Linked DNA regions of Mus musculus: all the other regions are linked to region 1. Evidence: chromatin contacts called from public HiCAR-type, HiChIP or PLAC-seq, Micro-C and promoter capture Hi-C data. All regions are on one chromosome and are shown on one strand. The core of a region is the stretch at or near the end of the contact, and the rest is flanking DNA. Distances in the headings are between cores, read along the strand shown.

What was found. Promoter capture Hi-C pulls out the DNA fragments that hold promoters and counts their contacts. Hi-C and Micro-C count contacts between places; a contact is called where the count stands out from the background. HiCAR-type assays count read pairs that join an accessible place to other places. HiChIP or PLAC-seq counts read pairs in DNA pulled down with a chosen protein or histone mark.
Region 2: a contact with region 1 is called in an H3K4me3 HiChIP or PLAC-seq map of bone marrow-derived macrophages, with 6 times the contacts expected there. The contact joins the enhancer-like site here to the promoter of Tada1 in region 1. A contact is called at or near these places in 12 of 39 promoter capture datasets (3T3-L1-derived adipocytes, the C10 cell line, cranial neural crest and 7 more), 1 of 15 datasets of contacts at CTCF or cohesin (large pre-B cells), 1 of 484 Hi-C or Micro-C datasets (bone marrow-derived macrophages), 6 of 115 datasets of contacts at active chromatin or transcription factors (the 230-238 cell line, bone marrow-derived macrophages, embryonic forebrain and 3 more) and 1 of 9 other capture datasets (liver).
Region 3: a contact with region 1 is called in a promoter capture Hi-C map of liver, with 2.7 times the contacts expected there. The contact joins the enhancer-like site here to the promoter of Tada1 in region 1. A contact is called at or near these places in 5 of 39 promoter capture datasets (cranial neural crest, hippocampal neurons, liver and 1 more) and 2 of 115 datasets of contacts at active chromatin or transcription factors (astrocytes and embryonic forebrain).
Region 4: a contact with region 1 is called in a promoter capture Hi-C map of the HPC-7 cell line, with 2.3 times the contacts expected there. The contact joins the enhancer-like site here to the promoter of Tada1 in region 1. A contact is called at or near these places in 6 of 39 promoter capture datasets (the C10 cell line, the HPC-7 cell line, embryonic stem cells and 3 more) and 1 of 115 datasets of contacts at active chromatin or transcription factors (bone marrow-derived macrophages).
Region 5: a contact with region 1 is called in a Micro-C map of embryonic stem cells, with 4 times the contacts expected there. The contact joins the promoter of Fam78b here to the promoter of Tada1 in region 1. A contact is called at or near these places in 6 of 39 promoter capture datasets (the C10 cell line, cranial neural crest, embryonic stem cells and 3 more), 2 of 484 Hi-C or Micro-C datasets (both in embryonic stem cells), 2 of 115 datasets of contacts at active chromatin or transcription factors (embryonic forebrain and forebrain) and 1 of 9 other capture datasets (adipose tissue).
Region 6: a HiCAR-type map of astrocytes shows a contact between it and region 1, with 2.8 times the contacts expected there. The contact joins the enhancer-like site here to the promoter of Tada1 in region 1. A contact is called at or near these places in 11 of 39 promoter capture datasets (the C10 cell line, cranial neural crest, embryonic stem cells and 5 more), 14 of 115 datasets of contacts at active chromatin or transcription factors (the 230-238 cell line, acute myeloid leukemia, astrocytes and 8 more) and 1 of 9 other capture datasets (pancreatic islet).

What each region holds. Positions count from the first base shown.
Region 1 is chr1:166,376,203-166,381,379 of GRCm38.p6, forward strand. It overlaps Tada1 (transcriptional adaptor 1), which reads left to right and starts at 2,965. Exons shown (of 8, transcript NM_030245.3): 1 at 2,965-3,274. The coding sequence starts at 3,201.
Region 2 is chr1:167,217,927-167,223,103 of GRCm38.p6, forward strand. It overlaps a transcript of Uck2 not described here. Among named protein-coding and RNA genes, the nearest start is that of Gm46170, 46 kb to the right of the region's middle. Within about 2 kb of position 2,840, at least 28 of the 459 cell types and tissues checked have an H3K27ac peak or open chromatin away from gene starts, as enhancers often do. A contact at or near this core is called in bone marrow-derived macrophages, where this site is marked.
Region 3 is chr1:165,615,277-165,620,453 of GRCm38.p6, forward strand. The region is part of intron 1 of Mpzl1 (myelin protein zero-like 1); the gene reads right to left. Among named protein-coding and RNA genes, the nearest start is that of Mpzl1, 17 kb to the right of the region's middle. Within about 2 kb of position 2,990, at least 112 of the 459 cell types and tissues checked have an H3K27ac peak or open chromatin away from gene starts, as enhancers often do. A contact at or near this core is called in astrocytes and liver, where this site is marked.
Region 4 is chr1:165,678,441-165,683,617 of GRCm38.p6, forward strand. All of the region lies in intron 1 of Rcsd1 (RCSD domain containing 1), which reads right to left. Among named protein-coding and RNA genes, the nearest start is that of Rcsd1, 27 kb to the right of the region's middle. Within about 2 kb of position 2,886, at least 102 of the 459 cell types and tissues checked have an H3K27ac peak or open chromatin away from gene starts, as enhancers often do. A contact at or near this core is called in the HPC-7 cell line, bone marrow-derived macrophages and liver, where this site is marked.
Region 5 is chr1:166,998,239-167,003,415 of GRCm38.p6, forward strand. Fam78b (family with sequence similarity 78, member B) reads left to right here and starts at 3,179. Exons shown (of 3, transcript NM_175461.4): 1 at 3,179-3,590. The coding sequence starts at 3,328. It overlaps Gm16701 (predicted gene, 16701), which reads right to left and starts at 1,492. Exons shown (of 3, transcript NR_037988.1): 1 at 1,315-1,492.
Region 6 is chr1:165,811,190-165,816,366 of GRCm38.p6, forward strand. All of the region lies in intron 1 of Cd247 (CD247 antigen), which reads left to right. Among named protein-coding and RNA genes, the nearest start is that of Gm23402, 4.0 kb to the left of the region's middle. Within about 2 kb of position 3,127, at least 53 of the 459 cell types and tissues checked have an H3K27ac peak or open chromatin away from gene starts, as enhancers often do. A contact at or near this core is called in astrocytes, double positive thymocytes, embryonic forebrain and 1 more, where this site is marked.

The DNA of each region.
Region 1 (5,177 bases), core at 1,715-4,214:
GATTCAGGGGAGAGGGGGAAACCACCATGAGGGGAGATGGACCATGAGCAAGCACATGGCCAGGAGAAACAGCAAGTGTCTGGAGCACACTGCTGGGGAGGTAGCCAGGCCAGCAGAAAAGTAGGTAAGGGGCTATCTCCAGTGATTTTCAAAGCCAAGACTCAGTAGTCGGAGTCTCACTCATTTGTAAGCCTGACGGGGATACATTTAAATTGGTTTAACTACATAAAAAGAACCAGAAAAGAAGCCAAAAGATTAGAGCATATTGCCACAGTTAGTATGAGGCCAAGCAGAGAAATCTAGGAGAGGCCAAGAGAAAGAAGCCAGATTGAATCAGTCAGCTTGGAGAGCTGGAGCCAGAGCAGCTGAGTTGAACCAGCCAGCCAGAGTTCATAAAGAGCTGGAAAGCGTGAGCGCAGTCAGCAGTGAGCCTCAGAGGCTGAAATATTCTAGGCCTAGGTTAGCAGCTTTCAGGACTAGGCTTACAGATAGAGGCAGTCAGCCTCACAGACATCTGCATCAGATGAATAAAAGTTATTTTTACAGTGTGGCCTGGCCTACACAATAGTCCCAGTAGTTAGGATGTGGCCTAGCCTAAGAGTCTGTTGACAGATGAACAACCTATGTGTGTGTGTGTGTGTGTGTGTGTGTGTGTGTGTGTGTATATATATATATATATGTCATATATAAGTCATTCATATATATGAATACAAAGTGTGACAACACAGTTCAGTTGCATCTTGAGGACATACTATGTGAAATAAAGACACAACATTAAAAAAAGTATGCCACAATTTCATTCATAGGAGGAATTTAAAGTAATCAAATTCATAGAGTGAAAGGTTAGTAGGGGCTGGGAGAAGGAGAAATGGGAAGTAACTAAGTAGACTCTAGAGATCTTCTTATACATTGTTGTACACACAGTGATACACAGTTACAAAATCTGTTACAGGTAGATCTCTTGTTGTGTTCTTCCAAAAAATATGCTAAAGCAAAAACAATGCTGTTTAAGATGCTGAAAACTGAGAAATAAACAGAGACAAAGCTTTTATAAATATGCAAGTAAAATAGTTATATGAAATCAGGTGGTGAAAGGGCTCGGTGGTAATGGTGCTCCTCACCGAGCCTGATCACGAGCTCACTTGCTGGAACACACGTGGCAGAAGGGCAGACCTGAGTCCTTTGTTCTTTGACCTCACACGTGGGCTGTGACCCTTGAGTCCCTACACACATACGCATGTAAATAAATAAATGAATGAATAAATAATAGTAAATTAAAAGCTGCTATGAAAAATAAACCAGTGGGTATCTTCCTTTTTTGTTGTGTTGGCCTATGGAAATAAATTGCAGAAAGTGGGCAATATTTAAGAGTAATATTATCCGCCCCCAGTCACCCACCCTACTGGAAGGGACTGGGTATCAGGTGTGCAGCAGAGGCCGTTAAATGCACGTGATGAAAAGTGAGCAGCCTGACCACTTCTGCAAGCACCCGGAAGGCTGCTGGGTTTAAACTGGGGCTTCCTTTTGAATATAGGGAGGATTATTTTAAAAACTGGGAGGCGCTTGACCACAGGGACGAGACATTCATAACGATTCCTGCCACCCGATCCCATGATTCTCTTACAGGATTCTGTCCTAAAGTAATAATTACAAATGAGGAGAATCTGCATAAAGATGCTTGTTAAAATATTTCTTTTAATACAGGAGAAAACCCCAGTTTAATAGACAGGAAAGAAGTCATTGTATGCATCTTATCTGTGCAGTATTTAACAGGGCCCGCTGCTCACAACCACCTGTAAATTCACTCACAACGACATCTACCTAAAAACAAAATCTTTAAAAAATTATGCTGTCATTAAAAGTATGAACATTAGCCGGGCAGTGGTGGCACATGCCTTTAATCCCAGCACTTGGGAGGCAGAGACAGGTGGATTTCTGAGTTCAAGGCCAGCCTGTTCTACAAAGTGAGTTCCAGGACAGCCAGGGCTATACAGAGAAACCCTGTCTCAAAAAACAAACAAACAAACATGAACATTAAGGCAAAATAATAGCCTGGTGTCAGATAGCCAGGGCTACAAAGAGAGACCCTATTTCAAGAACAAACAAGCTGGGCATGGTGACCCATGCCTTTAGTCCCAGCCAGCACTAGAGGCAGTTGGATCTATGTGAGTTAAGAGGCCACTCTGTCAAAACGAGAGAGAGAGAGAGAGAGAGAGAGAGAGAGAGAGAGAGAGAGAGAGAGAGAGAGACTTTAAAAGTAGGCTTTAAAAAGTTTTAAGCTGAACACAGCTATGGCTTCCTAGTGTAGTATATATGTGCATATTCGAGTGTGAATTTGGAATTTGAGAGAGGACAAGCTAGCTTGTGGGTCCTTCCACTTGACCTTGACTTGAAACGAGGTTCTTTGCGTCTTTTCCTCTGTGGGTCAGGCTAACTAGCTGCTGAGACTCCTCCTGTTACCTCCCCTAGGACCTTTGGTAGTCCTGCTTGGGAATTATTTTTATTTGATCTGTCAATAGTGAATGTTCAGAACTTGAGTAACATAAATCCTGCCTTCAGGCAGCTCTCGTTTTAGTTGCAGGAGGCAGAAAACGAGATCGACCAACTAAATGTCACAATAGGTGGTGAGCACTTGGCAAAAAAATGAGGACAAGAGGATAAATTAGATATTGCATGCACTCGGGGACCTGAGCTCTTCCTTCTGGGAAGAGCTGACCTGCAGTCAGGGCGGGGCCTGGCCGGAGGGCGGGCGGGGCGGTCAAGTTCGCGCCCCGGGGGCCGCCGCGGGCGGGCAGGCGGGCGTAGGTTGGGCACGCGCCCACCAGGGGAAGCGGGTCACGTGAGCCAAGAGGCGGGAGTTGGCGAAGGGAGTTTGGCTGGGTGCTTTCCCAACTGCGAGACGGCGGGGCCAAGAACCAAACCCACGCAACGTCTCCCTAGCGGATGGGGGCGGGGCCGCCGAGCAGAGCCGAGCCGAGCCGAGCCGAGCGGAGCCGAGCCGAGCCGAGCGGAGCCGAGCCGAGCCGAGCCGAGCCGAACCGAGCCGAGCCGAGCCGAACCGAGCCGAGCCGAGCCGAGTGGAATCGAGTCGAGTCGAGCCTCCAGCGTCCGGCGCGCAGGCCTTCCGCCGCGTTGATCTTTCGGTTGCTGGTGGCCGTGGGCCGCGCGGTCTACGGTCGGGCTGAAAGACGCGCGCTGCAATGGCGACCTTTGTGAGCGAGCTGGAGGCAGCCAAGAAGAACTTGAGCGAGGCGCTGGGGGACAACGTGAAACAGTAAGAGCCGCGGGGACCAGCCTCCGGGCCTGTCCGTGGGTGTGCCCCAAGCTCGGGGCTGCCGTAGTCCCTGGACTCTCTTCACCTCCCGGAGGCCGTAGGCGTCTCGCGGCCGCCACGGCTCCCGTGCGGGCTCCGCCGGGACTCGAGGCGCTGGAGGACTTTCTCCTGGGCGTCCCGACACCGGTGATACCCGCGTGGGGGCGGGAGCAGCGCCCTAGGCGCCCCGGAGTCGGTAGAGCGGGGGGCGCGCCGGGGCGGGGTGGGGGGGCCCGGAGGGCTTCCCGGAGGCGGAGGCCCGCGTTGCTCAGGGGCCAGCTAGAAGAGCTGTGAAAGCGGGTTCGGAAGGCACAGAGACCCCAAGTGAAGTCGGTCGGTCACCCACCTTACAACCACAGCATCCAAGGGGGCGGCTGCCTAGCCGGCCGTAGGACGCCTTTCCCAGTGTTCCACACGGGCCAGCCAATCCTCAGACCTGAGATCGGCACAGTTCGTACTCGAGAGACAGAGATTACTTATTCCCCCAAAGTCACTGCCCAAGGATGGGACTGAGGCTTCTGGTTCCCGCCGTGTGATGCTTTTCAGGGGTTACTTGGAAAGTCCTCCCGTTCCCCACACCGCCGGGCTGTCAGCAGGGACTGGGGCAGAGTGACAGCTCTATAAGCAGTAGCCTGCGGCAGCCGGAGGAGGAGCCTCGATCTTTTGGGGGAACTTCAATTCTGGCAAACCCGTATTTCCTGGCACTGAAGTTGAAATGATTGACAAGAGCAGCCCGTGAAGCAGAGGTGGTGTTAATAGAAAGGCCGTCAGAAAAGCTTAGGTGCAAGCTCCTCGTCGGAACCCCTCTTTAAAAGGCTTTAAATAAATAAATAAATAAATAAATAATAAGTATTATTATTTGTAGATTTTTAAGCACCGGAATTAAAAAGAGATGCCCAGGGAAATAAGACATACCCAGATGTGGACTTCTCAATGGAGAGTCACAAGTTGTGCGTTTTGGCAGCTGTCTTGTTACACCCAAGAATTTTGTACAAGTTTCTTTTTCTTTTTTCTCTTTTTGCTGATGAGGTGGACAAGCTTATAAAGTCTGGTAGAGTAAAACCAGGCGACATTAAAGTTGCACAAGGGGTTTCTCTGTCCAGATGACCAGACAACTGCGGTTTTACAGCCTGGAAGCGAGAAGGAGGGAGGCCTTAGACAGAGATTGTTAGTTGTGTTGGAATTTTCGATGTTAGCTGGTAAGAGGCTGCAAGCTGAGTGGGGTGAGGGACTCTTTTGCGTTTTTTACGTTTGTGATGTTTTCAGTTTGATAGTCCTGCCTCAAGACTGTCACACCAAGCGCCATGGGTGAAGGACCACCTGAGATGCAAGGAGGAAATTAAATTAAATTTAAATAGGTAAAAATGGCAGCCTTTGGCTTCGTTAGAATGGTTGTGTACTTTTATAATACTGTTTGGTGAGGCTTACGGTTAAAAAGCCTATTGGGAGACTTGTCTCTTTTTCCACGCTCACAGGGTTTTGGAAGTGAATGGTTTCACACGGAGCTAAATCTGCAGGCTATGACTTGTGAAGGCCATGACTCTAACTCTGGCCAGAGTAACTGTGCCTTCCTTCCAGACTCACTTAGCAAACTCAGGCATGACAGAAACCTTTGCAGTCTTTGATCCATTTGTAATGGCCAGAGCTGACTGTGATGTTGCACAAATATGGGTGCTGATTCCAAATTTTATGTATCTGTCATGTGAAATTCACAAGTCTTTGTGTCAGGGACACAGTTAATGATGGGATTGTAATGCATTTCTGTTTCCGGTCTTCATTTTTAAAACCTGCCATCTTGGTTAAGCTTGCTTGTCTCTGGCCATTTCCTCTTAAGCAGTTTGCTTTTCGTTGTTCATCATGACCA
Region 2 (5,177 bases), core at 1,590-4,089, 840 kb after region 1:
CCCCACTCTGAATGGAATGAAGTCTATTTGGACCATAAAGTGGTTTTGAAAATGAAAACCAAGTGCATCAGATGGAAGCCTTAGAGTCTGAGTCTCTGGTAACACCATCGTTATTAGCACTGGACTTCAACGCTGACGTTAACACAGTGGTTCTCAACCTGTGGGTCCCAACCCCCTCTGGGGATTGATTGATCCTTTCACAGGGGTTGTATATCATCATATCCTGCATATTAAATATTTACATTACAATTCATAGCAGTGGCAAAGTTACAGTTATGAAGTAGCAGAGAAAATAATTTTATGGTTAGGGGGTCACCACAACATCAGGAACTGTATTAAAGGGTCGCAGCTTGAGGAAGGTTGAAAAACTGCTGACTTAGGATTAAAACAGGCTGCTTTCCTCAAGTCACACGTCCTTGGTACTTTGTTTTCCTACTGCATGCAGCTCAACCCAACGAACCCTCACTGACATACACCTCCAGTGGTGTTTGTTACCATTGGTGCCTCACTGCGAAGACATTAGGTCTGATGACAATGTGACAAACTGACCTGAAGTAGTCCTCATGACACTTGCTGGTTCATAGGCATAGCCTGTCACCCAGCCGATACTGGCTTGGCTTGAGTCCCTCCTCTGTCTGTTTGACTCAACTGTGAGGGTCAGTGCCAATAATCATCAACCTGACTGACTCTAACTTCACCTGGGAGAAGCAGACCTCTGGGCATGCCTGTGGGGGATTAGCTTGATCATGTTAACTGAAATGGGGAGCCACTGTCCACTGTGGGTGGCGCCATTCCCTGGCTTAGGTACTGGATTGTCTAAGTAGAGAAAGAAGCTGAGCAGTTACCTGCATCTGTTGCCCTCACCTTCCTGGTTGTGGATGCCCCTACAACCTTGCCTTCCCCACAGTGGACTTTGCCCTTTGACAGTGAGCTGAGGTAAAACCTTTGTTTCCTTTAGGTTTCTTTTGCCAGGGTATTCTTATCACAGCAACGGGGGAAGAAAACAAGCAATACTTTGGTCTGAGCTAAACTCAATCAATTTTTAGTACCACCAAGGCTAGCTGCATAGTGAACTGAACTGAGCAGCACACTCACTCATTATCCTTTCATTGTTCCTAAATCACATTGTGTCTGTCACCTTATGTGACCTACTAAGCCACTAAATTGATAAAGATGGAGGCCATACTCTCAGTTCTCAGAGAACTAGGGAGGCTGGTACCCTGCCAGCAGTCTACACAGTCCCAAAACCGATGGGAGGTTATGGCCAAAAGCAGGTTCCAGTCATGTAAGGCACCATGGGACTTTCTCTAGTTAGTACCTTGTTCCAATGGAACTCTGGTGGGCCATGTTGGATGCTCAGTGATGCAGACACACTCCCTGCTCTCCAGGAACTGTTGTGCAAAACAGAGCTGGTGTGGGGTGGCATCTATGGAGACAAGTGGCATCTCCCCACGGTCTGCTTTTAACTGAAAGAATGAAAGGACTCCAGTGGCTCCTTCTCTCTTCCCTTAATTGCAGTGAATTTTACCTTTCCAGTCCCCATCTGCAATGCTTGGGACATGTCTGGGAGAGGCAGCATTACAAGTGCTAGGAACACCAGGGTGTGAGGGTCCCTATGGGTAAAAATGCACAAGGTAGGTCCTGGGGTTCCAACCCTCCCTGTAGAGCTGATCCACCTCACCCCAACAACCTGTTATCACTGATCCTCTTCCAGGTCTACAGGCTCAGAGTTCTCAGGGTAGATCCCAGTGATGCTTTTAAAATAATAATAACCACACACATGTGCACACATGCACATAGACAGCTGATGATAGCAGCCTGTAAAAACTACTGTAGTAGAAACAGCTGTAGCCTTGGGGCTGGGGAGGTGGCCATACAAGCATGAGGGCCTGAATGCAGTCCCAGAATCCTCTGGATCCTACAGCACACATCCATTTCGTGGGCAGGGACATGCCACCTTACAGAACCTGTGGTCTCTAGCCACATGAGAGAAACCCCTCTAAAATAAATAAATAAATGGTATAGGATGACGTGATGATACACACCTAATAAATAAATAAATAAATGGTATAGGATGACGTGATGATACACACCTTTAACCCCAGCACCCAAGAAGGCAGGAGGCAGGTCTCTGTGAGTTAGAGACCAGCCTGGTCTACATAGTGGGATATTATCAATAATAATAATAATAGAAGAAGAAGAAGAAGAAGAAGAAGAAGAAGAAGAAGAAGAAGAAGAAGAAGAAGAAGAAGAAGAGGAGGAGGAGGAGGAGGAGGAGGAGGAGGAGGAGGAAGAGGAAGAGGGGAAGAGGAAGAAGAAGAAGAAGAAGAAGAAGAAGAAGAAGAAGAAGAAGAAGAAGAAGAAGAAGAAGAAGAAGAGGAGGAGGAGGAGGAGGAGGAGAGGAAGAAGAGGAAGAAGAGAAAGAAGAAGAAGAGGAGAAGAAGAAAGGAAGAAGAAGAAGAGGAGGAGGAGGAGGAGGAGGAAGAGGAAGAAGAGAGTGATTGAGGAAGACACTTGACAACTTCTAGCCTACACACACACATATACACTCACACCTACACACCCATCCACACACACATCCACACTCCCTCCCCCCATCCCAATCCACTCACAATTGTTGCCATGGAGAAATTAAGGGAGTTAGTTTCTATGTGCTCTAGTGGAGGCTTAAATATTTTTTTAAAGTCATATTAGTAGTTAATACTTTTAATAGCACCTGAGTATACATCTCTTAAATATCAATAGCCAGTCAAATGGCTGTCCAGGAACTGAAGCCACCCACTCCTGCTGCCGTCTGAATCCCCACCACTAGATGGCAGACACACACCAGACTTCCTGTCATTTAGGTTAGACCTTTGCAGCAGCTGAATTCAGTTTTCCAGTGATCCCGGAGAACCAGCACATTTCTTAGCATCCTTCACAGGTTTGGTTTGCTTTTTGGAGGGGTGTTTGTCTGTCTGTCTGTCTGTCTGTCTGTCTGTCTGTTTAAGTATGAGTGAACACATAACAAACACAGGAAAAATCTAGTGTGATTTTACAATGGAGGCCGTTTACTTCAGAGGAAGCAGATGGCACTGGGAGGGCTCCTCTGAAATGCACACGTGTGATGAGCATCCCGTCCAGGCAGGGGAGCTGTCACCAGGTGCTGGCTTGCCCCAGCCAGGACAGTCAGAACTCAACACACAAGTCCTTGGAGCCACTGAATCCAAACAGTACAAGTCAGGGCCCAGGGTAGATGTGGTGTTTACATAGAGGGTAGTTTTATGTTCCTAAGATGTATATACCAGGGCTTAGTCCTGTCTCTAATGGGTTCCCATGTTATTTTAGCTCATGGTTTATTGAAATATGTATGTAAGTATACACGCAAGACTAGGGTAACAGCTAGCTCATAGTTTCGGTTTTGCAATGTTGGGGATTGAGCCTGGACCTCTTGCTTATGCTAGGCAGGTGCTTTGGTACCAAGAAACATCCCCAGTCGAGAAAATGACCTCTTAAATTGTTCTCTTTGTGGTGGCGAAGGGGCGATTGGGAGGGATTTTTCTGAGATAGGGTCTTTGTATGTGACCCAAGATGACTTCAAATTTGTCATCTTGCCTCAGCTTAATATTGGGGTCACAGGTATGTGCCATTAACTTAAACTTTAGATCCGCCTTAAAGCACCTAAACACCCCCAGCATATCGTGAAGGAATCCACCTACCCTAGTCTCTTGAAGCCTACAATGCCATGTTCCAAGACCCTCTCTCTACTCCTTGTATTGAAGCCATTGTCTGCAAGCCAGCCCATTGATGGCTTCATTAAAGCAATGTTAATCTGGAGCTAAAACTGGGAGACTCACAACTACCTGTGACTTCAATTCCATGGCATCTGATGCCCTCTTTTGGCCTGAGGATACCATGCAAACAAGCGGTACCGATATACCATGAAGGCAAAACAGCCATACACATAGAAAGAATTAAGAGCAGCATCACTGCCCTGCCTCACCAGCAAAACCACCCTAGGGAAAGAGGGGACACTGCTGAGGCTCCTATCCAGAGGCCTGCCTAGTTCCAGGGTTAGCAAAAAGCAAGCATCTGGAAAGACAGGATGAGAAGTAGAGATGAAGGGAAGCTAAGACATGGGAACTGTCAGGAACGACAAAGAGCAAAAGCCAGTTGTGTGAAAGGCCCTGGATGTAGGTCTTTTAAAAACAGGAATAAGCTGGATGTGATTGTGTGTGCCTTTAATCCCAGCACTTGGGAGGCTGAGGCAGGTGGATCTCTCTGAGTTCAGAGGCCATTCTGGTCAACATGGCACAGGGCTATATAGCAAGACTCTTACCTCAAAGAACCAATCAATCAATCAATAAATAATCAAGCAAGAATAGAAAGGCTGGAGCGATGCCTCAGTAGTTCAGAGCACTTACTGCTCTTTCAGAGGATCCAGGTTTGGGTCCCAGCACCCACATGGTGCCTCACTCCAACACTTTGTGCGTTGCATGCACATATATAGTACACATACATACATACATGCACATGTATGTTTTAAAAGTACACACATATACCTTCATTCACATCATAGTGAGTTGTCATTAATGTAAGCTTCCTTACACATGCCCCACCCCGCTACCTTCCCTCCCCCGACCCCACCCCTAGCTCACTCCACCTAGGTTTAGTTCTCCTTTTCAACAGAGAGAAGTGGGTAGGTCTGGAAGGCGGCAGAGGCTACACAAAGGACATCAGTGAGAACAGTGTCAGCGTTCCTAGAACCTCAGCCTCCCAGAAACCATGTGATAGGGAGTGCAAGGTAACTAACCCTGGGAGAGCCCTGGGAGTCTGTCCCACACACATCCCAAGACCAGGACAGGAGGCAGGCTAAGCACCCCTGCTTCCTCCAGAAATGCAAGGCCCAGCCCTCCCTCCGCCCAATTCTCACAGCAGGCTTCGGAGACTGCTGCTAACCAGGCACCCACAAAGGAGTGAAGAGTTGAATTCATTGTTTTTATTTGTCTTTATTTACAGCCAAGTACATAGGGTGTGGTCATTTCATAGCACGAACAAAGGCAGGGCAGTAAAAAGCAAAGACGGGAAGAGGCAGCATCTTCCAGGGAAAGAACAGCCTAGGTCTCTAGCCACCCAACCTTGCTCTGGAGGCAGGGCTGGGTAGGAACTCACTGCCCGAGAGAAACAGGACTCCGCTG
Region 3 (5,177 bases), core at 1,740-4,239, 760 kb before region 1:
CAGGAGGCGAGGGTGTGTCTATGTCTCAGCTAAATGGTAGAACACTGTGACCTTCAGGATAGCCCTCAAGGCTGTGGGAAAGAACAACGAATCCATGAGTTCAAAAATATATAATTTCTCAACTATGCAACATATAAGGATGCAATACAAATTATATAATGAGCTTCACAGACCTAAAGGCAACTGAACTCTGAGCTAGCTTGTCAGATACTAAGGAAGGAAAGAAATAGATTTAGGGAGTGGTGATCACACGGCAAGGTCCCATCCAGCAAAGTTTTTTTGTTTATACTTACAAAGGCCGGTAGATTCCTGAGATCAAGATCAGCCTGGGACAGAGGGAATTTAGGTCCAGGCCCAGGCATGGTAGGAATGATAATTTCAGAGTTGGGTCTCACCCAGCTATCTTATTGTCTGTGCTTGTGCTTGCTGACTCTGTCTAAGAATCAAAGGGCTGGAGTCACAGGATGCTGATTCATCGGAACCTGGGGAATGACTGAATTGATACATAAATTAAAAACTGGGCTTTTGATCTGAGCTATCGTAAGAGTTTTTAGAATAGCAAGAGAAAGCTGTCTCGAGCAGAGTAGAACACAGCGAGCAATCTGGAAAGCTGTCTCTAGCGGAACACAAGTCGTCAGCTTAGAACTGTTTCGCGGCTCCCAGACACCCTTTCTCTTAGGAACCCCAAGCCAAGCTGAGGCTGGTCCTTGGCACAAAGCCCATAACAGACAGAGAGGACAGATCCCTGACAGTTGTCCTCTGACCTCCGCATGCAGGCCACAGCATACACAGTATCTCACTCCAACTTCCATGCTGTGTGCATGCACACACACATAACTGAAATGGAAGTTAACAACATAAGAGTAAAAACAAAGTTGAGGGAAGCTGCAATGTGTTAGTTAGTTCACTGTGAACTTGGCACCTATTACAGTCATCTAAGAAGGGACCTCAGGTGAGGCAATGCCTTCGTCAAGTTGGCCGATAGGCAAGCCTGTGGGACATTTTATTGATTAATGATCAATGTGGGAGGGACCAACCCACTGTAGGCAGATGGTCCTGGAAGGCAAAAGAGAGGTAGCTGAGTGGGAGCCTGGAAAGCAAGGCAGTGGTGATCAGACTTCCTCTACGGCTTCTGCGTCCGTTCTTGCTTTGAGCCCCTAATCAGGCTTCCCTTCATGGTGAACTGTTTTGGTCATAGTATTTATTATAGCAAAAGGAAAAAAGATGGAGGAGGAGGAGGAAGAGAAGGAAGAGTCGGAAGAAGAGGAGGAGGAGGAAGAGGAAAGAAGGAAAGAAAGAAAACTAAGCCACAATGTATTAACTCTGAGCCTTAAAACACTTTAAAATGACTTTTCCTGTTGACATCAGGGGAAAGATTATGGCCTACATATAAAACAAAAATTTAATGAATAAAAAGACAAAATGCTTATCAAGTGTTTCCAAACTCCATGAACTTACGTCCAAGGCTTACATAAACAAACGTCTGTGTAAACCCTGACACAGTAACAGCATCGGCACATTTCCCCCTTTGTTTAACAAGCAGCAGAAAACTTTGCTGAGTTATGCTGGGGCTCAAAGGTCAAGAAAACAAATAAACAACCCAGAAAGAACTCTTCAGTTACTGAGCCCTAGAGACTAGGGCTTCTAAAACGCACTGCCTTGCCAATTTATCTTTGAGCAGTGACTTTGCCGTTTATAAAGAGCATGGAGACTGCCTCAGATGGAAAGACACCTAGAGAATCCCTGACCGGCAAACACAACGCAGCAAGGTCATTTCTACAAGAAGCAAACAATACCCACACTTGATGTGCTTATGGTTTAGATGGAAAGCCAGGACATTTTAGTAAAGATCAAAAGGAAAATACAGAGTATGAAAACAACAAAGAAATGAAGCTTTGTTTCTTGGGTCTGGCAGCTGCTCAGGCAGACTCTGACCCGGCCATCTATCTAGCTGAGTCCCCAGCACGAGTGCCACACCACCCAGCCTGAAGAAAGCAAATTGAGACCCGGTTAGACAAACATGGCTCGTCCAGGAGGTCATTTCCTGACATGGCCTGTTCCAATACTCTGAATTACGAACGTAACAGGAAGTGAGTGAGGCGGCCCAGTGACCTTATTACTCCAAATAAACTCAAACTTGTAAAACCACTGGAAATATACTGGATAGCATAGTTGTGAGTAAACAAAACACCCCCACAGCCCAGGCAGACAACGATCCTGAAACAGCTTTTGGTTGAGACCATCCTCGTTCTGTTACTGTTACAAAGGATCCTGTTAAGGTTTTCCCTGTCATTGAAAGAAGGCGGTTGCTTTAATCCGCAGCCTCCCACCCCCACCCCCAGCCCCACCCCCACCCCGGCAAGCACTTTGAAGTTGCCAGTATGGCCTCTCATGAAAGCGTATAAATCCATCTATTTAGGAACTGCTCTCTGGCCTATGCTTCATTGATTTTGTTGGAACATGGTGATGGGCTAATACTATCTGCTAAGACAAGCCCTCATGTGACCTTTTAAAAGAAAAAAACAAAACACTAAACACAAGGTCATTCAGGAGGAGTTTACCGCTGGGCCACCACGGTGGAAGGGACAGGTGCCTGGGCTCTTACTCTCTATTTACCCCATGAGCTGTGTTCTTTCTCTGCCTCCCCCCCCCCCCCCCAAACATTTTATGTTTCAGGATAAAAACTGAGGGAGAGCCACGTGGTGGTGGAATGCTTTAATCTCAGCACTCCAGAGACTAATGCATGTGGATCTCTGAGTTCGAGGCCAGCCTGGTCTACAGCGTGGTTTCCAGGATACCCAGAGCTACACGGAGAAACCCTGTCTCAAAAACCAAACAACAAACAAAGTGAGGGAAAGACATTAGTAAGAAGGGGAAAAACATCTTTTTTCAGTCCCAGAATGTTCCAGGCAAAACATTCAGTAGTACCCACTGTGCCTGAACAATCTGACTGGCTAAGCAGAGCTTGGTCACGTGTGTCAGCAGCGACTGCGCAGGTGCAGAGCTGCTTGGCAGCGGTTGGTGGCCAGAGGCCACTGAGAGCTCAAATGGGCTCCTTTCTTCCATGCGTCAGGGTTGCTATTTTGGAACCCTCTTAGCTGAATGACACAAAGTCAGGGACGGCTACAGAAATATACTCCATTCAGTGAGCCTGAAATCCTCATCAAGTGAACTTTCCACTCGCCGGGAACACACTCCTTCCTCTGCACGCTGTCTGAGCCTCTGCTTCAGGCTTCAATCTCAAAATGACTTCCTTCCCCCACACTTGGTGATCCCATGACATCCTGTCCTTCCCTGGGCACTTCTCCCATTGTGCTCTGTGGAAAGGACAGCTGTCTATAGCCATCAGAGGGCAGAGGACGGGTTCTATGTTCACTATTACACTCTTGACCTGACAGTCGCGTGGTCCCTTCTCAATGTGTTCAGGTGTTGTTTGATGCTGGGGGTGGGGGTGGGGGGCACAAAATGAGAGAACTAAGGAAAGAAAGAACAAAATATACAACGTTCTGAGTGCTTCACAATAAAGGTTTCAAGATTTGAGTTGGAGAGATGGCTCAGCGTAGCACTTAAGAACCGTGGCTGCTCTTGCAGAGGACCTAAGTTCAATTCCCAGCAACCACATGGTGGCTCACAACCATCTATAACAGGATCCGATGCCCTTTTCTAATATGTCAGCTACAGCATACTCATATAATAAACAAACAAACAAGTCTTTAAAAAAGAAAACCAAAATCATTTTTTTTTTAATTCAAGATTTGCAGGGGTGGTGGCGCACACCTTTAACTCCAGCACCCAGGAGGCAGAGGCAGGTGGGTCTCGAAGTTTGAGGCCAGCCTGGTCTACAGAGTGAGTGAGTTCCAGGACAGCCAAGGTTAGAGAGAGAAATACTGTCTTGAAAAGCCAAACAAACAAAAAAATCCAAGTTTTAAAACACCATCATGGTGGGGCGGGGGTGGAGGGTGTCTATAGAGATTACTCGGGACAATATCTGTTGGCTGGAACTGTCTTGAAGGCAGCATCTACAGGTCTCCTCCAAAGGGAATTTATCTATCGGAATCTCAATGTAAGGGAAACATCCATGTACTTGTGGGAACAGGCAGGATTCTCCAGTCTCAGGGCCAATCCCTACCATTCACACCCATGTCCAGCTGGCCACGTCCCTAGCCTTAACTTTTTTTCTGGACCAACAAAGATTTTTCTGTTGCTGAAATGAGAAATATTCACAAGGTCCTAAATCAGGCCAGTCACTGCACTGACTATAAGTCACTTGACTATAAGGCCTGGAATGGCTTCTCTGTCTCTCTCTGTGTGCACTGTTCATCTCTTTCCTGTGACTGAGTGCTTTTTTCCAATCAAGCATTCATTCTTACAAGTCTATGCAGGAAGCGACAGCCTTGTGCAGACAGACAAACATGCACAGTCCATCAGGGAAGGCCCATTCCCTGCATCTGGACTCCCAGGGAGTCATGTGAGGATGTCCCACAGTGAGCCTTCACTAAAGACCAAGAACTCAATGCAATCACGCAGGCAATGCACAAGCCATTCCTGCCCTCCGCTTGCCCTGTAGGACCAGCAGGTAGGATCCAAGCATGTCCTCAGATTTTGGCAAAAAGAAGAAAATATAGTCCTTTGGGTAAATCTGATCATTTTCCTGCCAAAAGGTTATAACTTAACACCCCGTGTTGAAAGCCCTGAGGGCACTAACCACTGCAGAGCTCACCATTCAATATTTCGTCTTTCTCAAGTGCAGAAATGTATACAAAATTTCTCTTTTAGCAAAAGATCACTGTGTCTTAAAACTGTGTGAACTCTCAAATCTTAGAAGATTCACAGTGCATCAGAAACCGTGGGAAACAAATGTAGCCAGTACCATAAGACATCATTGTAATGAGGACTGGAAAAGAGTCTGCGCTCAAGGTCAATGGCAAGAAGGACATTCCTCAAAAAGCGTAAAGTAAAATAAATAAATAAGTAAATACAAGTTAGTGGTGCTCATTTAAACTACTGAAAAACTCTCAACTACTGTGTATGTGTTCACAAGGGTGGACCACTCGACACACTAGAAGTAAACACTATTGTGAACTCTAGAGTCTCTGGGTGACAATGGTGTTGCGGTACAGGTTCAACTGGCTCAACAGCCTTCTCCAAGGCATCACTCTGGTGGAGGATGATGCTGG
Region 4 (5,177 bases), core at 1,636-4,135, 700 kb before region 1:
ACTCAGGGCATGCCAAGAAATAGCTCCTTTCATAACGGAGGGTACTGTGGAAGATGTCCATTCAACTGTCATCAGTATTTTAACTTCGGCTTACAGCTTATTGGGGCAATAAAAATCCCCCAGAGAGGAAGGATAAGGAAAACATGAGGAAGAAGCCTGATCCAGGATGTGATATTTAAATAAGATGAGCAGAAGTGGTGTGGACAATGTGCATGGTGTGTGTGTGTGTGTGCATGGTGTGTGTGTGTGTGTGTGTGTGCATGGCTGTGTGTGTATGTGTGTGTGTGCATCGTGTGTGTATGTGTGTGTGTGTATGTGTGTGTGTGCATGGTGTGTGTGTGTGTGTGCATGGCTGTGTGTGTATGTGTGTACTTGCAACAAGAGAGTTACATAAAAGCCCGTTGAGAAGAGATTCTTGAGGACCAGGAAGCTTGTGTGATTGAAACTAAGTGGTCCTTTAAAACACATCTCTGTGAGAGTCTTTCCTGCTGTCAGCCCTGAGCACAGACACAGTGTGGTTAGTTCCAGCCTCTAGGGCAGTGAGGTTGCTCAGTGAATACAGACACTTGTTATGCAAAACCTAAGGAGACTGCCCAGGAGTTTGCAGGTCAGCTAGCTTAGGGCATTCAGCCCAGCAGAAATAAGAGACTACCTCAACAAGGTGGGGAGAGCGGTCAGACTCTCCCGGAAGGGGACAGAACGGAGACAGGCCAAGGCGGTGATGGTCAGGGCTGTGGAGCAAACACCCGACGCCAATCTTACTTTTACGTGACTGTAGACAGATGACTTCACCTCTGGGATGTTCAGGATCTTGTCTATAAAGGAGAGACAGTAGCTCTTCCCACCATGGGCTGCTATAACAATCAGATGGGGTTGCTGGAGAGGTGGCTCAGAGATCGAGGGCAAACTGCTCTTGCAGAGAACCTGGGGTTCAGATCCCAGCACCCACATGGGTGGCTCCCAAACCTCTATAACTCTAGCGCCGACGAATTCGACGCCCTCTTCTGGACTCTGGGGGTACTGCATGCACAGGGTGCACAGATAAACAAGCAAAACACTCATACACATAGGAAAAAAAATAAATCATTTTTAAAAAGAAATCGAATGAGGGGGTGTGTGCAGACTATCTGTCAGCCTGAGTGTTCTATAAATGCAAAGGTGTTTGGAAGCTATCCCGAAAAGGTGCAAGCTGCACAGGATGTTAAGGGGAGACTCTTGACCTGGATCCTACCACCCAAGGAGAGACTGCAAAAACCAAGGCAGGGGAGCAGACGTCACAGTGCTGCCCTCTAGAGAGAGCGCTGGACGTCCAGGGAAGGGTGAGGACCTGACTGAGACTACTGGAAAGGACTTTGTAATACTGGGCATGTTTGGAGCAGGGTCATAGAGAGTTCAGGGACATTCCATATCTAGTTCACCACAGCAAATGGAAAAGTATAGAGGAGATCTGGGAAATGGAGACTTCCTGTTAAGGAGCACATGGAGGACTTACAGAGGAGGGAAAGGAGAACAGCAGCTAAAACACAGAATTATTCCACACTGGTATCTGCTATGGGATCTGGTCAGAGAATGGGCTTGAAGCCTAAGGGAAGCTGCACCACAGAACTCACTCAGCAGGGCCTGAGGGGAGCTGCACCACAGAACTCACTCAGCAGGGCCTGAGGGGAGCTTCACCACAGGACTCAGCAGGGCCTGAGGGGAGCTGCACCACAGGACTCAGCAGGGCCTGAGGGGAGCTGCACCACAGGACTCACTCAGCAGGGCCTGAGGGGAGCTGCACCACAGAACTCACTCAGCAGGGCCTGAGGGGAGCTTCACCACAGGGCTCAGCAGGGCCTGAGGGGAACTGCACCACAGGACTCACTCAGCAAGGCCTGAGGGGAGCTGCACCACAAAACTCACTCAGCAAGGCCTGAGGAGAGCTGCACCACAGGACTCACTCAGCAAGGCCTGAGGAGAGCTGCACCACAGGACTCAGCAGGGCCTGAGGGGAGCTGCACCACAGGACTCACTCAGCAAGGCCTGAGGGGAGCTGCACCACAGGGCTCAGCAAGTTTTGCTAAATTCCCACACTTGGCTCTGGGGTTTCTAAGATTTCAAAGGCAAACAGATAACTCAGCTGCAAGGAGGGATGTAGCATCAGAGTGCAGGACACATGCGCGCCAACCTGACATGCTTCCCCTTTTAAATGGAGCTGGAGATCCTAGACACTATTAAAAAACAAAAACAAAACAAAAAACCCCCAACAAAACACAAAAACAATTTAAAGAAGCAGAAGCTTCCTATAGCTATTAACACTTTTTAAAGCTGATTTTGGTGTGTGGCTTATGTACACTTTTGCATGCATTGTGTACACATATGTGTGCAGGTATGGACTCATGGCATGTCCACATGCGGCGGCCAGCAGGCAGCGTTTGGGTCCTCCTCCATCACTCTTCTTCTTTTCTGAGACAAGTTTCTTTAGTCAACATGGAATTCACTGGTTCAGCTACACTGGCCATCCAGGAAGCTCCCGGGATCTCCTGCTTCTGCCTCCCCAGGGCTGGGCTTAGGCACACACCACCATACCCAGCTTCTGTGTGGGGCTCTGAGGGCTTGAACTCAAGTCCCTAAGTGTGCAGAGCCAAGCTTACAAACTGAGCCTTCTCTCCAGTCTCTGAAAACTTGCATGGTAAAAATGCTATACACAAAGGGAAGGAAAAGAACTCCTAACAAGACAGAAAGGGGGCGACATCTGCCATAGAAAGCAAGCTGGCATGACAAGGACATGGTGTGTGTGTGTACACAAATATGCAAGAGTAACAAGCCAGTCTACTTAAAGACATGCCCAGGCTCACTCATTGTAAGGACATGTGAACTACGGAAGCACCAGATTGCTGTGCCTTTCACACGGGCAGGAAGGAGAAGCTGGAGGAGCCAGAGGCCATGGGGGAGCCCTCATATACTGCTGGAGGAAATACGAGTTGTTTCAGTGCTTTGAGAAAGCAATTTGGAAGCATATATTAAACTCTATTATACAAATCTTCCCGGCTTGGCCTCATGTTCTATCTACCTCACAGATTGTAGAAGGCCCGGTGTGTATGGGCACAAAGGCCACCGTGGCAGCACTGTGTACACCAGTAAAGGCATGACGACACAGAGAATGCCCGTAAAAAAAAAAGGAAATGGTTTGCAGTGTATCCACATAACAGGCGATTACAAAACCATGAAAAGGACTGAAAGAGAACGCTCTGAACTTCCACAAAATGTTATAACACACATATAGAAGCAGACACAGAGAAGCCAACAGGCTGCAAAACCTGTGCGTCTGTACATGTGTGTGCAAACACATGCAACTGGATAGCTACGTGAACATAGGTATTCTGCAGAAAGACGTACATGAGGTTTCTAGGGACTGAAGCTGATTTGAGGGGAAAACAAAAATATCGTTGGGAAAACCTAGGGTGTCGGGAGAATCCCAGTCACGTGAAAAGGTATGAGACTGGGCACACGTGTGCTGGCATACAGAACAAGACAGCAACTCAGAGCTGATCGTAAAGCTGTCCATCACACATTTTTAAGGGAAAGAAAGGTAGTCGCTGAGATATATTAAAATACAAAATAGTGTGTGTGTGTGTGTGTGTGTGTGTGTGTGTGTGAAATTGATGAAGTGAGATTTCCAAGCTCTGTCCTCTGAGGAAGGTGTGGCTGGGGAGCAAACCCTGGAAACCACCCAAGGGAGGGAGTTGCCAGGGATGTCAACTCCGAGTCCCAGGTGTCTACAGAATGGGCATGCGTGCCCAGAGGGGAAGAGGAGAGGAGGCGGAGTTACTAATAACTGCACGAAGAGATTTCGGTACTAAATGTAAGTATGTGTGCCCTGGAGGTGGTTTTAGGAAAACTGGAACTGAAGCCAGCTTGCAGTAGCGGCAGACACGTTTTAAATGCTGCCTCTTCCTCCTCTCCGATCAGTCTGAAGCCCAAACAGCCACTCAACCCCACCATCCCCTCAGAAGAGACAGATTTCCAGAATTAGGAGCATAGGTGATTTCCTTTCGTCCCCACGCCTCTGATTTCCTAAGAGCCTTGAATAACCCAGTTTAAACTCATATTCCCGGCAATAAACAAGACTACATCCTCCTCAGAGGCCATGGAGTCATCGGCCTGGGGAAGGAGAAAGAAGACGGGAGCCAATATAGTCGGAGCACTTCCTGTGTCTATGTCACTGACATCAGCTCTTAGCCCTCGCTGCATCCTAGGAGCTACAGGATACCACAGTGTCAGTTACCGCGAGTCAGTTCCTCAGCTACTTGCTGGCTCAGTGGCACTGGCTTCAAAACTTGTTGAGTCTGACTCAACATGCAAGATCTTACTCTTCAAGGTCTATGTCTGCTCGATATGTTGGTGTTATGGACAGAAGATGCTAATCTGATTCCACAGCTTAACCCTGAGAGCAAAGTCCCACTTCTGTATAGATGGAAAATGTATCTCCAGAATACGTGAGCTTCATGCTGAGCCTGGGGTGGTGACCTTCGCAGGCTGAGTCCATGACATGCCCCAGGGTCAGAGGCCTTGGGGTGTTCAGAGACCAAGCAAATGACATAAAAGAAGGATGGGTGGGTAAGCCACGCCCATCTAAACGAATATGGCGGCTGATGTTCACCTATGCCTCCACATGAACGATTTGATCTGACTTTCAATAGAAGATTATAACATGTAATGAAGGTGGGAAACTTGCATTTGGCCAAGCCCGGTGTCCATTTGCCAGCACTAACTCATGGGAAGAATTCTGTCATCATGCAACAACCATTTCCCTCACCAATTCCATGTGACAGTCTTTGGCTTAATATATTAATTTATTTTTAATCTTTACAAGCTTGTATACTTTTCTTAAAATTCATTGATACAAAAGGTATTATTTCTTCTTCCTTGAATTCCAAGTAGAATTATACTATAAAACTCCAGCTAAGATGAAAGGCCTGGGCTCAAACTCTCCTCCTGTCCCTTAACAACTATTAGACCTCTTACCCTTCGGAACCTTAGTTCCCTAATCAACAAAACGAATCACTGTCTACACCGAGAAACTCCTGACCTCCTGCAACTCCAGCTTTGCACAATCCAATGGCCTGTCTAGCCTCTGAGGACATCTGCACTCATACGAACATACCTACACACAGACACATATGTGCACATAGTTA
Region 5 (5,177 bases), core at 1,929-4,428, 620 kb after region 1:
CGGAGATTCACCAAGGTCGTGGGTAAAGTCATCAAGAGAGTCACTGATCAAAGGCTGTAGATAATATATTTTATTGCCACTCTACTAGGTACATCAAATCTTTTACATTTTGAAAATAAAACATATTCTCCCTTACACATTTTTCCTACATTTTGGAGGCAGCTAACATATTCTCTCCATGTATGGCCTCTTGGCTTGTACTACCAGAAGACAATGGAGTTTTTAGCCACACAACTGCAGACTGACCAATTATTCAAATGAGAAAGATAACCTAATTCTCCAGCTGAATGTTTTTCTCTCTGTCTATCCCTTAGAAGATAATAACCACTGAAACCCAAACTCTGGCTTCCTCCCCCAAACCGTCTCTTGAGCATCGCCAACTGAACACGATTTGACTCCCAACCTCAACAATTTCCTACTTTTGTCTTCATCTGACCACATGCATTTGACCACCAAAGCTGGAAAACTCAATATTTGGCCCCGACCTTCCTCTAACACTAATCAATCACTGAGTGAATCAAATTTACCTCCTAATGACTCTCAGACGCAGCCAGGCCTCCGGAGCCCCATAACTCTACCCTAACTCAAGGCCAAATCATCTGTCAATCATGGACCCTGAAACCTTGCCTATTTCTAGTCTCCACATTGGTAGAGAACCATTTCCCACCCCCTCAAACTGAAACTTGCGTTCACTGACTTCCCCTGAAGATCAACAACGAGTTTGGGGACAGAGATTTGAAGTCCGTTGACCACTAGCGGCTGTTTTCCCCTGACTGCGCCCAAGCTCGTTCACCTCTCTACGCATTTTGCTTTTTCACAAACTCATCTCTGTCTCATCCTCGGATGTTTCTCTTCTGGGCCAGTCTCAATCAGTCCTCAGGATCTAATTCAAATGTCACTGTCTCGGTAGAGCCATCTATAAATCTCAGTGGCTCTCCTGTCTGGCCTCCCCTGGCACTGGCTATCCGTTTCTATTACAGCAGCAGCACAGTTGACTGTAACAACTTGTTAATAGATTTATCTTCTCGAGCGGATCATGAACGTTGGTCCAACCCCGAGTCGCTAGTACCTAGGGACAATACTTGGCTCCTGCCATGCCACCAGGAAGTGTTTGCTGAATAAAGGGACCAGTGATGGAGGCTTGCAGCTACATCATAAAGTGAGCCATGTCATCAAAGAAGGAGATTGCTTTTTGTGTGTGTGTGAACTATAAAGTGAAGCCAGCGTGTCAGAAAAGGTAAGACAAGGATGGAGGCTGCTTTTAGAACTGCTTTCAGAACTTTAGGAATTCATCTGTCCTAACTAAAGACTCACCCAGGCAGTCTTGTGTGGCCTGTTAGAGGAGTTCACACGTGAGTACCAGATCCAGCAAATGCTCAATGATCGTGAGGGGAAAAAAGGTTAAAAGAAGCTGCTGGCTCTGAACTATGAGAGAAGACACGTAATTAAAAAAAATCATCTCTTAAATATTCTTCCTATTTGACACCCGAGATCACAATAACACACACGTGGCAGATACACGGAATGGAATGTGCAGGCCATCTCTGGCGTCAGTTTCCATCGGGAGAGAGCGGAGACCGGCGGCTCTTCCGTCAAGGTTTCACTCTGACACAGCTGGTAAGAAATGACTGTGTGCTGGTCACCACGCACCTTCAGGAGAAGCAAAGACAAGAAAAGATCCCTAAGATCCCCAGCTTTCTACAGGGATTAGGGTTTTCTACAAATTGGCGCCTTGACTTTGTAGAATCAAGTGGTTACTCTTTAATCCTCCTGGGTTCTATAAAGCCCTGAACTTCTGTTTGTATTTAACAGGCCTTAGGTAAGACTGGGAGGGTAGCTAAGCGTTCTAATCTACCTAGATGATTCCACTAAGTACAACTTGTCTAAAGACACAAGACATTCAAAAGGCAGTGTTTCCCAAGGAGCTCCAACAACCCCCCCCCCCAACACACACACACACATACACACTGTGTGTTGTTCTGATAAGAGTATTTTCAGAGATTGTGGAGGGGTGATATGAAAACAGGCCATGAGTAGACTGAGCTGGTGCCTCGACTAACACTGGCATTTGGGGTGATTTTGTGTCAGCCTCCAATGGGATTTCTCAGGTTTCACTCTCAATACTGTGGTGCAAAAAAATAAAATTAAATTAAAAAATAAAGCTTCTACTAGACTAAAGGAAAATGCGGACCAGTGAACGAGGTAGTAAATCTATTTCGTGGCACTGCTGGAGGTCACACCCAACTCTAACAAACTATATCACAACGATACATCTCAGCTGGAGCTGATTCTCCAACATCTCTCCTCCCGCAGCCTCACCGTACCCCACTGTGGTTCCCTCTATACTCTGAACCGCGCCGCGCCCTCCCGGCCCCACCCATCCCAATAAGCAGGGTCCCGCTTCTACACCCCACTATCACCCGCGGGGCGCCACCTACCGGGGTCCCGGCCCCGCCCAACCCCACGTGCCGCGCCCCGCCCGGGAGCTAGCGGCCCTTTAAACACCCCCACCCTTGCACACTACCCCCCCCCCCGGACGGCAGCCGAAGAGGGACAAACTCATGGCGTACAGCCAGTCTCTTCCGCGGAGCTTGTCCCCCGTAGCCCTAGCCCGCTGGGCTCTCCGCCCGGGGCTACGGTCCCCTGGCGCCCCCCACACGCCCCCGCAGCCGGATGCGGGAGTGTGGGCGCTGTCCGGCTCCAGGGCGGGGCGGGAGGGAACACGGACTCCGCCGCCGCCGCCTGCCTCCGCCTGCCGCTCGGGCCGCCCGCTCGCCCGCCGCTGGGTGCGCTGCACGCGGGGGGCAGCCGCGGTGCAGCAGAGGTTCATGCAGCGGCGGCGGCGGCGGCGGCTGCTGCTGCTGCCGCCGCGGAAACAGACAAACCGGGCGCTGCCGCCGCCACCCTCCCGCAGCTCCATGCCGCCGCCGCCGCCTCCTCCTCCTCCTCTCCGGCGAAGGGCGGGGGGCTCCGGCCCGGGGTGGGCACCACTCCTCGCAGCGCCGCTCCCCTCCCTGCCCTCCGCCGGGGCACGGGAGCCGGAGAGAGCGCCCGCCGCCTCCTAGGAGCGCACGCTCCGCGCGCCCTTGCTGGAGCGAGGAGGCGGGCGTGGGCGGGCGTCGGGGCAGCCGCGACCCAGCGCGCGGAAAGGGGAGGGGGCTTCCCCGGAGGATGCCCCGCGGCGGCGGCTCCTCGCTCTTAGGCGCTAGCTGAGCTGGACCGGGAGCGAGCGGCGCGTCGCCATGCCGGCGTGACGGGTGCCCGCGGCTGCCCGCGCCGGGCCCCCGCGCTGCCCCACGCCGCGCCGCGCCGGCGCCGGGCGGCAGGATGGGCTGTATCCAAAGCATCACCTGCAAGGCGCGGATCCGGCGCGAGAACATCGTGGTGTACGATGTGTGCGCCACCATCGACCAGTGCCCCACGCGCATCGAGGAGACCTCGCCCATCGTCCTGCGCTACAAGACCCCTTACTTCAAAGCCTCGGCCCGTGTGGTCATGCCCCCCATCCCCCGCCACGAGACCTGGGTGGTGGGCTGGATCCAGGCATGCAACCAGATGGAGTTCTTCAACACCTACAGCGACCTGGGCATGTAAGCGACCGGCCACGCCACGCGGCGCGGGAGCGGGGTCCTGGCCCCTTTCTCCACTCTCCATTCTGAACCCCCTCCCCAACCCCTCTTACCGTTGCCCCCATCTCTTTCCGAACCTTCCTCCTGCCTCCCCACCCACCTCCCTCCTCCCTGCGCTTTTGTTTCAGTGACAGGGCGGGTGACGGGAGGCTCCTCGCGAAGGCATTTTCTCGTGCTTTGCTTCTGACTTCCTCGGAGAGGCGAGGAGAATAGTGAGGGGCAGGAAGAACGCGACTGGGAGGGTACAAGAGGCAAAGATAGGATGATTGGCGATTGTCGTGGGAGTTTGGGGGCGCAGTCTGTATTTGTGGGTCTCCCTGGGAAGTTTGGGGAGAGGAGTGGAGTCCCGGGGGCGCATGGGCTGTGTCGTGCGTCTTTTGGAGAAAATCAAGCTGGCTTGGAAGAGAAGGTCCAGGGTGTAGGAATGGGAGTTAGAGGTTCTGCCTTTGCTTCCCAGGCCAGCGAGCCTAAGGAGCATCTCTGCCTGGAATCTCCAGCTGGGCAGAAAGCCCCTCTAGCTATGCGCCCTGAGGACCAATTCTGGGGCGGTGGGGAGCTGGAAGGCACCGGATGCTCCCGGGCCAAGAGAAACTGGTGGCCTTGTGCTAGCCTGGTGTAACACGAGGTGTTTCTTAGGCTCAAGGAAAGGATGAGACACTTCATCTGTCTGGGGTCTTTACTTTTCAAAACTTTCCTAATTGCGGCGCTGGAAGGGATTCCCAGGCGCCCACCGCCTATCCAGTCGGCTGGCTGGGAGCTCTCCAACTTCCTTCAGCAGCGCCGGTTAGAGCGCGCTGAGGGTTTGGCAGCTGCGGTGCACCTAGATCGCCAGGGCTCTGCGGCCGCCAGGGGCGGACATCCTGCCCTGGAACCACACTAGCTTTGAGAGGTCGTGTTCTGGACTTTTTTATCTACTAGATTTTCATCTGCCCTCCCGTCCCCTTTCGGAACTAGACTCCGTGTACTTGGCCACTACATTTGGCTAGGAGACTTGGGGCCTGTATTCTACTTACTATTACAATGTCAGTCTAGAACACCCTAATTAGCTTGTAGCCTATAGGGAAACCCCTTTTCTGGAAATTCAACCTCATTTCATTTCTTAATCTAAAACTGTGGCACTCTCAAGGTTTCCTATTTAATATGGATGTGGGATGGGGGAGTTCTCATTTTAAAAGGTCAAAGCATCTTTTCAGCAGCAGTTTTGGGGCTTTTTTTCTTGCACCCCGGGAGCATGTAAGTTAACACTAGTCATAGGTGCTAAGAGGAATTTTGACAGATTGTTTTGTTTCCATTTAACTCCCAGAGTTTGCACTTTGCTTCTTAAGCATAAAAGCTCAGGAGAGAGAGAGAGAGAGAGAGAGAGAGAGAGAGAGAGAGAGAGATGCAAACCCAGCTTTGCAATATGCCTGTGCACACTGTGTTCTTGTCTTTCTGGAAATGAGAGAAATGGGGGACGTATTTTGGGTGAATCATGCCACCTAAAAAGACACACCCCGAAAAAAGTGGTTAGAATTGTGGGCTTGTTTGTTTGTTTGTTGGGGGCTTTTA
Region 6 (5,177 bases), core at 1,877-4,376, 560 kb before region 1:
GCCGCATCTACCCTCCTCCCCCCCACACACACCCATTTTTCATAAGTCACCCTTTCCCAGTTGGGACCCCTGTGGGGCAGATCAGGTTGCATTCTGGACACAAATGAGCATGCGCAGAGCTACAGACACCCCTGAGGGTGTCATCTGCATCTGATGGGGGTGAGAGGACAGTGAATGCCTTCCGGGGCCACCCATTCTTGATAAGGAAGCCTAACAGAACTGCGTCTGTGGAGAAGAGTGCAGAACAGGAAACATCTGGAATTATGAGTTCTGTTTGTGGTGGGTGTGGGTGCATCATTTGCCGCACCTGACATTGCTAAAGCCTTGGTGTCATAGGAGCTTTGGATAGAGATGGTCAGTAAGAGCCTTCTGGGGAAAAAAAAAAAAAAAGACAGGAATTAAATATGGAGCTCTACGTTAATGCTGTCAGAACCAAATGCTGGTAGTTCTCTTCTCAGCCTGTCAGTCACCACCTGCCCACCTCTCAGCTATGCTTGGAAACCCAACCTCCTGGCATGGTCGAGCATCGTTTCTGTCATCAGAGGATAAGGGTGAATGAAGGAAGTTATGGGAAGGGAATGAGTGGTGGAAGAAGGAATTATTGCTAAATCCAACCCAACCCAACTCAACCCAACAAAGTAACTTAGTAATGAACCTGGTTCTAGTTCTGAAGCTAGACTCTCAAGGTTCTAATCTCAGGTCTCCTGCTTGCAAATGTGTAAACCTAGACAAGCTATTCTATGCTGAGCCTCTGCACCCACCTGTAAAACAGGCACAGTCCCATAGTCCCACAGGCTAAACGCTAGCTCTGGCCTCATGTGAGGAGCAAGGAAGGCTCTAGGCTGAAGAGCAGCTGATAATGTAGACTGTGCCTATGAAACAGACAGGGGACAGATGGAGAGAGCCAGGAGCTGGGAGAGAATGGAGATCTGAGGGAATGAGGCTGTGTGGGGATGGAGAACACCAGGAGATACTTTCTACCTGCTAGGAAGAAGAATTGCATTCACTCCAAAAAGGTACTCTGGTCCCCTCACACCCCTGCCTGTTTCCCTCTCCGCAGTAGGCTCTGCAGCACCCTTGCACACTCTGGGACCCAGTCCTCCAGATTTGCCATCACCTGGTGTCCTTGGACAAAGCAGGCACGGGGTTCTGCCTCCCTCCCCCAAATACCCACCGAGGGATCCCTGTGAGCTGGGTCTCAGTGGCTTCCCATCGCCTGTCAGGGACCAACTGCCAGCTAGGGAAGAAGACTGAGGGAAGGGGTCACTCAGCTGGGTTAGCTCTGGCTGAGGAGAAGCTGCAAGCTCACCTGTTTTCTTTCTTCTTTCTTCTCCACCCCTTCATGAACACACAAGCTTCTGAAGTGTGCTAGCTGCCACCGACCTTCATCTCTGAGAGCTGTAGAAAACACTGGACCTGCAGAGGTTATTAGCAGACAGCGGGAGAATGACAGAGACTTGAGGGTTCCTAGTAAGCTTGGTACTGCAAGGGTTAGGCCCTGTACCTGAATCCTGATCCATCTCTTCTGCTTCTCTGGGCCCCTCCACAAGTGAACCTTGAGTGGCTTAGTATGATGACATATTAGGATATTTGGTGCCCAAGACAATGACATGGACTTCTAATATTTTCCCCTCAGATTTAAAAGTTTGTGGTAAAACACACACAACATAAAATTTACCACATTAGCCATTTTGGGTGTACAGTTCAGTGGTATTAAGTACAGTCGTTTGGTTGAGCAACTGTCTCTAAGCCTCTTTTCATCTTGTAAAACTGAAACCATACATCCACCAACCTCCAGTGCCCGCCAACTGCCCCACCCCCAACTCCCATTCTATGTTCTGTCTCTATGATTTTTTGACTTCCCTATGTATCTTGTATGAACAGAATCATACAGTATTTGAATGCTTGAATGTTTTCTTCTTATTTTAGCATATTATCCGTGGGGCCCTATCTTGCTTTAGTAGGTGTCAGAATCTTCTTTTAAAGACTGAATAATGTCCCAGGTGTATTTACAGATCCCGTCTGGCTTGGTCACACACCAAGTGATGGACACCTAGGTTGCTTCTACTTGGTATTGTGAGGAAAGTGTTCTGAGTGTGGGCAGACAGGGGTCTGCTTTCCAGTCTCTTCAGATGTGTACTCGGAAGTAGGATTGGGAGGTCATGTAGTAGTTGAACTTGTGCAAGAACTGGCAAGCTATCCTCCACAGCGACTATACCAGTTTACATCCCTACCAGGAGCATCTGGCACAGCAGTTTCTCTATATCCTTGCCAACACTTGCTTCTGATTTCCCATCCTAGCTGCTCTCGCTGGGGTGAAGCGATCTGAACTTTTGAACAGAAAGAAACAGGCAAAGTAAAGGTTTCCCCTTCAGTGCCAGCAGCACTCAGGAGGCAGTCGCAGTCTCGGGGGGGGGGGGGAGTTTCATGAGTTCAAGGCCATCTGGTCTATATAGTGAATTGTAAACCAACCACGACTGCACGGTGAGGGTCTGTCAAAAGGAACGAAGGGACGAAGGACCTAAACCTGGCATACCATTTTAACAAACTAATCATATTAACACATACAAAAATATAGTAACTGCGTATGCATGGCCCTTCAGAGACAATGCAAAAGGAGGGAAGGGAGAAGATGTGTAGAGAACAAGATAAGAAAAATTAGAAGTTAAGGTGGGTAAGAAAAATTAAGGTGGCGCAGAACGGTGACAGGCTCTGAGGACAGCTTTGCGACAGCAGTTGGGGGCAGCCCAACTCTGAGTGCTGGACCCTGTTTGCCTACATTTGCCTGGGGAAACTGACTGCTTCCAGGGCAGGAGGGTCCTCAAGAGAAACAAGCCACAGATCCTATTTGGGGTCAGAAGATCAAAATGGGGGAGGGGTGATTGGCCCCTAAAACAGGTTTGCCTCAGGGAGCAGAAAGCAGGCTTCCTTGGTTTCTTGGTTGGCCTGGCTGCCCCTTGTCCCTCTGCAGAGCTAGCCTCTGTAGAGGCCAAACTGGGTGGCATTCAATCTTGGGTTTCATGCATTTTTTAAACCTGCTGTTGAAGGAGCAACTGCATCAGGCAGCCCTTTTATGTCAGGGAAACCGCCTGTGAGAACGGGGGAGGTGATGGGGGCGCTGAGCTCCAAGGGGCTGCCCTGGGCCTTTGTTTCAGGAGGCCGCACAAGGCGGCTGGGCTTTTCCTTTGAAAACCCCTGGCCAGGAGCTCAAGAGCCTCTTTTCTGCACACCAGCTACATCACATTTTACAAACCTCAAGGAAGGGGACCCAGACCTGGTTCTGTAGTAGTCTGGTTTGTGTGCCTCGAGTCTCCGACACCCTCATTTTCTTGGTAAGCACAGAATGTAGGGAATAGCAGTGTTTTCTCTTACATCCCTGCAAAGATTTCCCTGGAATTTCACCACCAGCTGGATGAATAGAAAGAAAAGGGAAGCAGGCAGACTAAATAGACGGGGCATCTCAATGGCATGTCACCGCCTCACAAAGCCGGCAGGAAATCCTTAATTAACCCTGCTTCCAGACACAAAGCCCCCATAACATTTCATCCCATTTGAATAAATATTTTTAAAGAAAGGAATGTGAAAGCACTTTTATTCGTGGTCTTGGAGCGCTAATTTAGCACCACGTGTATTTTCAACTGTCCCACAAAAGCGCAGAGGATAAGGGAGTTCTTCCAAAAGCCCTCCTCCCCTCGGTTTCATTTCTAGTCCATGGTGACACATCCCTCTTGGGAAAATCCTGGCCCAGATTTTATTAGTCTTTTGTCAGCTGTCGGGAGTTAAAACTTCACAAATCCAGTCTACGCCTCAGCCCTGCCTTGCAAGCTGCCTGCCTCCCCATGAGATGTGGGCTAATGGTTGGGAAGAGTCACCCTCATCGATCCTGGACACAGCAATCAGCCCTTCCTTCCCCCCAACCCAGAAACCTACCCTGTGCTCAGTAGCCCCTGGCTTCCCCGAGCTGCTCCTGAGGCACTGAAAGCAGGTGTGCACACGCAGAGGTGTTTGGTCTCCTCTAGCACAGGTCTGTGGGGTCTTTTTTCCAAAAGGTTTCAAAATCACCATTATGTCGATTGACAGTGTTTCTGACCAGCTTTAGTTGAGCTTCCGGCTCTCCTCCTTGGTCCATGTGTGCTTAATAAAACCCTGAGACTCTTGCTAAGTCAATCCAGCAAGAAGCTCACACTTGACACCTGGTCACACTCAATATCTCAGAATCCAATGAGCCCCGTCTTCCACTGTCCCTCAGGGGTGCCTCATTTTGTCTTCAGCTGGGATCCTGTGACGTCAGCTTAGCCAGAATCTCTCTCTCACTCCTGATATATCTTTCTTAGTAATTTTCCATCCACTGACCCCTCCTGCCTGACGTCGGACTATACCTGCCCACCTGCCCTTACTGTGGTCAAGCTGAGCCCCACTGCTCTTTCCCACTGAGGAGCCCACCAAAGTGGTCCTTTATCTGTCTAAATGGCCTGGGTAAAGTCACTCTTATTGTTCCTCAACAAGGGTCTCTGAGTAATTTCTCTTTAACGCATCCTGGCAATCATTATTAATTGTTTTTACTAAGTATGATGATAATCTCTGATAGCTATATTCTGAGGTCCATTTTATAAAGTGATCTCATTATGATGTCATTTGCACCCCATGGAAATAGTGACTGTCCTTTCCTCCTGACAGATCAGGAAACTGAGGCACTGAGTGAGCTTCTTAAGAGAACAAAGCAAAGATTAATATTATGGACAGAGCACGTCCGTCTTTTTTAACACCCCATAGGCTGCTCCTTCTATGACATGCTGTCTTGTCGTGGAAAGATTCCATGATGTGCCAACGGAAGAAAATGAGTCAGACCCACCTAAAAGACGGTGACCCTGTGGATTTGAGCTTCCACATAAAATTAATTTGTACTGAGTGGTGGTGGCGCACGTCTTTAATCCCAGCACTTGGGAGGCAGAGGCAGGTGGATTTCTGAGTTCGAGGCCAACCTGGTCTACAGAGTGAGTTCCTGGACAGCCAGGGCTATACAGAGAAACCCTGTCTCGAAAAAAAAGAAAAATAAATAAATAAATAAATAGATAGATAGATAAATTAATTTGCACCCCTGGGCAAGAGCAGCGGGTCTGGGTCACAGACCGAATGAGGAACACCCACCCAGAGGAAGGGCCTCTGGCTTGTCTGGC